Regions from separate parts of the Mus musculus genome. Here region 1 is linked to region 2. The links are chromatin contacts, called in public Hi-C maps. All regions are on one chromosome and are shown on one strand. Each heading gives the region's core, a stretch centred on a gene start, on an enhancer-like site or on the middle of the called end of the contact. The rest is flanking DNA. Distances are from core to core; before and after follow the strand shown.

The links. A called contact is a pair of places that touch in the nucleus more often than the background predicts.
Region 1: a contact with region 2 is called in a Hi-C map of bone marrow-derived macrophages, with 29 read pairs. The contact joins the enhancer-like site here to the promoter of 9030607L20Rik in region 2. A contact is called at or near these places in 1 of 484 Hi-C or Micro-C datasets (bone marrow-derived macrophages), 11 of 115 datasets of contacts at active chromatin or transcription factors (the HPC-7 cell line, the NIH/3T3 cell line, bone marrow-derived dendritic cells and 8 more) and 4 of 9 other capture datasets (adipose tissue, embryonic stem cells, liver and 1 more).

Annotation. Positions count from the first base shown.
Region 1 is chr2:154,854,197-154,857,507 of GRCm38.p6, forward strand. It overlaps Raly (hnRNP-associated with lethal yellow), which reads left to right. Exons shown (of 8, transcript NM_001139511.1): 2 at 3,073-3,311. The coding sequence starts at 3,082. Among named protein-coding and RNA genes, the nearest start is that of Eif2s2, 37 kb to the right of the region's middle. Within about 2 kb of position 1,400, at least 5 of the 459 cell types and tissues checked have an H3K27ac peak or open chromatin away from gene starts, as enhancers often do. A contact at or near this core is called in bone marrow-derived macrophages, where this site is marked.
Region 2 is chr2:154,674,690-154,678,044 of GRCm38.p6, forward strand. It overlaps 9030607L20Rik (a long non-coding RNA gene), which reads left to right and starts at 1,850. Exons shown (of 2, transcript XR_866878.2): 1 at 1,850-3,355. The region is part of intron 1 of Chmp4b (charged multivesicular body protein 4B); the gene reads left to right.

The sequences.
Region 1 (3,311 bases), core at 150-2,649, 180 kb after region 2:
TGTCTTTTTAAAAAGCGGAAAGGAGCTGGGCAGTGGTGGCACACGCCTTTAATCCTCGCACTTGGAAGGCAGAGGCAGGTGGATTTTTGAGTTCAAGGCCAGCCTGGTCTACAGAATGCCAGGACAGCCAGGGCTGTACAGAGAAACCCTGTTCTCACCTCCCCTCTCCCTCCCCCCCAAAATAGTGGAAAGGAGATAAAGGGGGGGAAAGCATAAAATAGGGGTGTTTTTTAAGCTGGGGATGGTTGGTTTGTGAAGGTGGACATTTGGAAAACTAGGCCTGGAAGCTAGGTAATATGGCACACACTTCTGTAGTACCATTCAACTCTCTAGACATTTGACCTCTTGGGTGTAGGGAATCTACAGAATAACATGCAGCCTGCATGCCACAGCATTATACAAGACTTAAAAATCAACTGGGAGGATACAGACTGGAAGTTTGGGGTTTGGATACCAGAGCATGTTCTACTTAGCAGTCACATGCTACTTCCTGTGTCATCTCTAGAGATGAGAACAGGGTGACATGGTTGACTCTTTGGTGTCCTAAGAATGTGTTCTATTCTGATCACAACTCTAGAATGGTCTCATTGGTGGTGGTATTAGTAGAATAGACAAACATACAGTTATACTAATATTTGATCTTGTAAAAGCCTCCACAGTTTGCAAAGTTCTTTTATATTTATTGTCCCAACTCAGATGAGGAGAGATGGTTGACAGAGCCAACCCTGAAGGACTGTTCTCCAGCAAACCAGTGAATGCTTCCTTAGTGTGTCAGAGGTTCCTAACAGTTTGAGGAGATCTGCAACTAACCTGTCCCTGTCAGATAAATTGCGAAGCTACTGCCATTATATCCAAACTATCATCTCTCCCTCTCCTTTCTCAGTCCATACCCTGGGCCTGGATGGCTCTCTCCTACCAAACAAAGTGGCATCTCTCTGGCTAAAACTTGATAGTTTTGAGCAGGATCAGTCTTCTAGTGTCACACAGGTCCCTTATAAAAGTTGCTTTTTATTTGTGGATGGACAAGGAACCTTTGAATGACTCAGTATCCGATAGGACTGTTGTAACTGAAAAATAGGGATTGTTAAGCATTTCCTGTTGCTTGTGCAGAATGTGGTGTGTGCTCATGGTAATCAAATGAATCTTCTTTGTGTCCCTCACTGCTTTATAAATGGTGGTGATTGTGGTATAAAAGTAAACTTATTAACAAGAGCCGGTCTCTTCCAAGTTCTAAAGATCACACCAGCTCTTCCTTAGTAGCAGCAAGATAAGCTCTGAGCCCCTTGCTTTGATAGTACACATCTGACTCCTGTCAGTCCATCAAGTTTATCATAAACTCAGATCTAGGAGCAGTTTCTTTTCCTTATCAGATGTCATGGTTCAGCTTGTGATTTATTTGAAAACAGTGCCACCAGCTGGTGAGAACCAGCCAACTTGAAGATAGGTTGTCTACAAAGTAGCATACAGAGAAGACATTCAGAAAGATAACAGTTTTCTTCAGCTTGCATTCTTACCTAATTCTCTGACACCCCCTTAATATATATTTTAATATATATTAAGTATAATAAACAGGCAGGCTGATGAAAGGTTTTATTTATTTATTTAAATATATTTTGCTTGGTTAGATGATACTGGAATTGTACAAACCTGCATCAGTAGGCAGAACACAGCCAGTAGGTACAAATGCCAAGTCCAAACTGCAAGCTAATCCTACTGGAATTAATATCTCCTTCTTCTCTTTCTCCTGGGGCTATGCCAAGGTATAAATATACTGCAGAGGGGCCTTGTGAGTTAACTAGCTTGATTGTCAGAATGGAGAGAATGAAGAGTACTTGTAGGGAGGGTCAGTAAGGGCCTGGAGTCTCAGATTTCTTTTTTTTTTTTTTAAAGACAGGATTTCCCAGGCTGATCTGATATTCAACATGTGGGCCAGGTTGGCCTTGAACTCTACCTCTTCTGAGTGCTGGGATTAAAATTGTGCTTCATTGTGGCTAAGGGCATATATTTTAAAAAGTCAGGTATTAAGATATGCATTGTAATTCCAGTGCTGGAGGAGGCAAAGTTAGGCTTGCTGGCTAGGCAGGTTGGCCTATTTAGTGACGTTAGAACAGTGAAAAACAGTCCTACAAGACAAAACAATAGACAGGTAGACAAAGGAGTGGTACCAAAGTTTGTCTGCTGATCTACATGACCTACATCTATATACCCACACAAGAGCAAGTTGCTAACTCGTCTCTAAACCTAACAGATTTCAAATCAGTATAATGTGGATAACCAATAAATTATTAAAGACCATCCTGAGATAAACACGCTATCTTAAGTATTTAAATTGGCTTTACTTCTAGGAAGCAGAGTGATGAAGTTGACAGAAGTGAGTTTTAAACATGTCTAAGTACCTCATATTAGCAAATTAATAATTCTACCAGGTTTTGGTTTTTGTTTTTTTTAACTAGAGTCTGTAGTAAACTATATTTACCCATGAGTTCTTGGGCTTATTCAGTATTATATGCTACCCTTAGCCTGCAGTGAGTACTTGGTAAGGCCTCTGTAAGCACACCTTTTGCAGAATGGCTGGCTCAATGAAGACTTCACTGGCTAGGTTAGTAAGATGAGGTACATTTAGATCAGACTGAGCAATTTTCATAATAGGGGATTGTTCCCTAGCAAGCATCTCTTAAAATTTTCATGTATCCTCTTTGCTATGGTTCTACATTGATGGAACAAAACAAAAAGCTGTAGAAAGTTATTAAAATTAATTTTACAGTGGGGTATTAAGTGGACTGGTGAGTCTCAGCCTTATAATCTTCCAATGTTGGTTTTTCCCACGTGGTATTATGAGAGTACCAAATGAAGGAATGTTATAAAGCACCTAGTATAAGATTAGCAGCCATTGTCAACTCCTGGTAAAGTAGCAAGAAAACAAGATGTATGAACAGAGAGGGATGGGTGCCATAGGGATGAGAGTGTGTAGCAAGGCAAGGAGCAGTCCAGGTCATTAAGGATGTGGGCCATGAACGGAACTGAGCCTAGCCTGGGAACCCAGTTTCACATTGGCATTCATTCTCTTTTCAGGTGAACACCATGTCCTTGAAGATTCAGACCAGCAATGTAACCAACAAGAATGACCCTAAGTCCATCAACTCTCGGGTCTTCATCGGAAATCTAAACACAGCTGTGGTGAAGAAGTCAGATGTGGAGACCATCTTTTCCAAGTACGGCCGAGTGGCTGGTTGCTCTGTGCACAAAGGCTATGCTTTTGTCCAGTATGCCAATGAGCGCCATGCCCGGGCAGCTGTGCTGGGAGAGAATGG
Region 2 (3,355 bases), core at 600-3,099:
CGACTCTTAGAAATAAAAAGACCAGGAATTATCCCATTTTACAGACAAGAGAACTAAGACTTGTGACCAGAGCCAGATTTCAAGTCATGAGTTGGCAGAGAGTGGTGTTGAGGAGGGGGATGGATAGCATGGCAGGTGTACCCCTCTCGTCTTAGTTAGGTTTTTACTGTTTGGTGTGTGTGCGCGCATGCGCGCGTGTGCATGTGTGTTTGTGTATATTAATGTTTGTATATGTGGAACTCCAGGGAGTCTCTTTTTCCACCTCCCTCTGGGATTACAAATGTGTTGTAATCCTCCTCTGCTTTTAAAAATTGGTTTCAGGGATGGAAACTCAAGTCTTCATGCTTCTGGCAAGTGCTTTACCCACTGAGCCAACACCCTGGGACCTTTTCCCCTTTTAAATGTCTTTATTCTGTCCCCTAATCTTTTAACAATTATATTGTTATGTATGTATGATATATATATATATATATACATTATCATATGCCATATTGCATCTGTGGAGGTCAGAGGACAACTGTGGAGTCAGCTGTTCTGTCTTGTGTTGTATAGGTCCGGGGGAATTGAACTTACATCATTAGTCTTTACTCACAGAGCCCCTTGTTTTTTGAGACAGTGCTCAATTTATGCAGTCCAGGAACCAGAACCCAGCAGTCTAACAGCTGTATCTTCAGCACTCCTGCCTGTATTTGAGACAGGATCTTGCCTAGCTCATGCTGCCCTAGAACCCATGATCATCTCCTGACTTTGCCTCCTAAGAGCTGTGACTGTGGGGCAATGTGTTGTGCTCGATCAGAACGCCTACTTCCTGATCACTCCCTACCCTGCATTCTTTCCTGCACCACTGGATTTTGGCCTACACTGTTGTGACTTGCTCCAGGGAACAGAGATTATTTTTAAACAGTATTTCAGGTTTTGATGATTCTGTGCACTTTAACACCTGTCCTCCAATTGTTGCCTCACATACATGACATGTCACATACATGACACATCTTATCTGCTGTGTCTCCAGGGATGAGCAGGTAGTGGGCTCATGACCAGTCTGCTGTTGCTTTTAGTGCTGGAGACTGAACCCAGGGATTTGCCCGTGCCATTCGAATGCTTTCCTGTCTCAAACTTGGAATGTGGCCAGCATGGAATGGGAGCTTCTGATCGATCACCCCTTGCCTCTTTCCCAGGGCTGGGGTTATAAGCATGTGCCACCACATCTGATTTTTGAAGTGCTGGGATGGGACCCAGAACTTTGCAAACACTAGGCAAATAATCTGTCAACTGAGCTACATCTCCAGCCACCGGTTCTGTGTTTTAGTTGTGGTAAAAAATGTATATATGCCGGGCGTGGTGGCGCATGCCTTTAATCCCAGCACTCGGGAGGCAGAGGCAGGCGGATTTCTGAGTTCGAGGCCAGCCTGGTCTACAAAGTGAGCTCCAGGGCAGCCAGGGCTATACAGAGAAACCCTGTCTCGAAAAACAAAACAAAACAAAAATGTATATAACACAGAAGATAAAACTCATCATTTTAGCATGTAGTGACAGCTCTGTGACATTAAGTACACTTACGTTGTTAAACTGCTCCCTTTACTATTTTTATTTTAAAAAATTTTTTATGAGCATGGGCATTTTGCCTGCATGTATGTCTGTGTGAGGGTGTCAGGTCTTCTAGAACTGGAGTTAGACAGTTGTGAACTGCTGTAGGTCTGGGAATTGATCGTGAGTCCTTTGTGAGTGCGAGTGCAGTCAGTGCTTTTAACTGCTGAGCCATCTCCCAGTTCCTGTGTTTACTCTTTTTTTTTTTTTTTTTTTTTTGCTTTATTTTATGTATATGGATACTTTGCTTTCATGTATGCATGTGTACCATGCCTGGTGTCCAGGCAGGCCAGAAGAGGGTGTCAGGTCCTCTGGAACTGGAATTACAAGTGGATGTCAGCCACCATGCAGGTGCTGAGAGTTGAATCCAGGTCCATTGGAAGAGCAGCCCTGATCTTAACAAGCTGAGCCATCTCTCCAGTCCTCCCGTGTTTACTCTTAAGTAAAACTGTTCTTATGTTTGGCTCCTTCCTGTCGTTAAGATGAGTTCCTTCTCAAAATGTGATGCAGTAGTGGAAGGTTCTGGAGTCAGAGGGACTGAGCGGGATGGAGTTCGGGCGCCATCTCTGGCTAAGTGCGGTTGTTTTGGTTTTCCCTGGGCACAGAGGCTCATTACCCCAGGCCGACTTGGAACTTCCGGAGGATGGCCTTGAATCAAGAGAGTCCTCTGCTTCCACCTCTGAATATGGGGATTACAAGCAGAGCCATTGCTACTCTTGTTATAGGGGCTGGCATTGGTTACTCCGCAGCCAAAGGGTTTACTGACTCGATGACTGTGGGAAAGGGCAGGGTGGGGCTGGGCTCTCTTCTGCCAGTTATCACCGTTTTTTTGACTCCCTTGTAAGTCTACTCATTGACTAGATGGCCAGTATGGTTAATAGTTTTGTTCCTGTAAATTCTTCCTACCTCGTGATCTCCCTTCGCAGATTGAAAACTCAAAAGAATTCTGATTGGCTGCTGGGATCATGTGTTCATGACTAGCCAATCACTACAAACCGGAGCTTTTGAGCTCTGTGGCTAACAGGCCTACCGGACTGTGCATAGGGAAGCGGTCTGTTTGCTAAGGCTGGGGCTTTAAGGGGTCTGTTCATAGGAAACTGTTGTCTGTCTCATTTCTCCTGTTATTGTCCGGCTTATTGTCCTGCTCAGGTGTTGTCTCCTAGATCAAGCTGGGCTTGTAGGGAAAGCAGGAGACCGGGGTTCTGCCCCTAGGCCCCCTCCTTCAGTGGTAACCAGTCAGGATCTGCTGAGCTCTGAGCCCAGGGCTTCAACTTCCTATGCATGAGTGTCTCTGAGCACTTGCTGTGTACCGAGGATCCTGAGGGAGTGGGACATTGCCTGCTCCTCGGGGTACATATTCTATTTAAGCTGCATGCAGAGTAAAAGGAAGACAAGCATCAGGGCTCTGAGGTTTTTGCCCTATTTTTGAACAGACCAATCAAGCACAAGGCTGTCTTCCCAGAAGAAAGTCTTTCCCCCCCTCCCCTGGTTAGCCTGCTGTCTTTTGGACAGGGGAATGTGTCTGTCTCTGCAGCCCTCTCCCTGTGACTCGGAAAGGCCTTGTTAGTTTGGTCTCTTGTAACAGTTGTACACTGGAAGCGTTTTCTGCCGACATTCCTCTTTCCCTACTTCCACGCAGCGTCCCAGCCCCCAGCTCTGTTGTTATCTCCGTTGCCAGGGCGCTCTCATGCTTGCTCAGGCAGAAGGGGGCTTCTGTTGGCATGGATTCAGCTGGAAGCGAGGAAGAAAAGCTAGTTGGAAGAGAAAC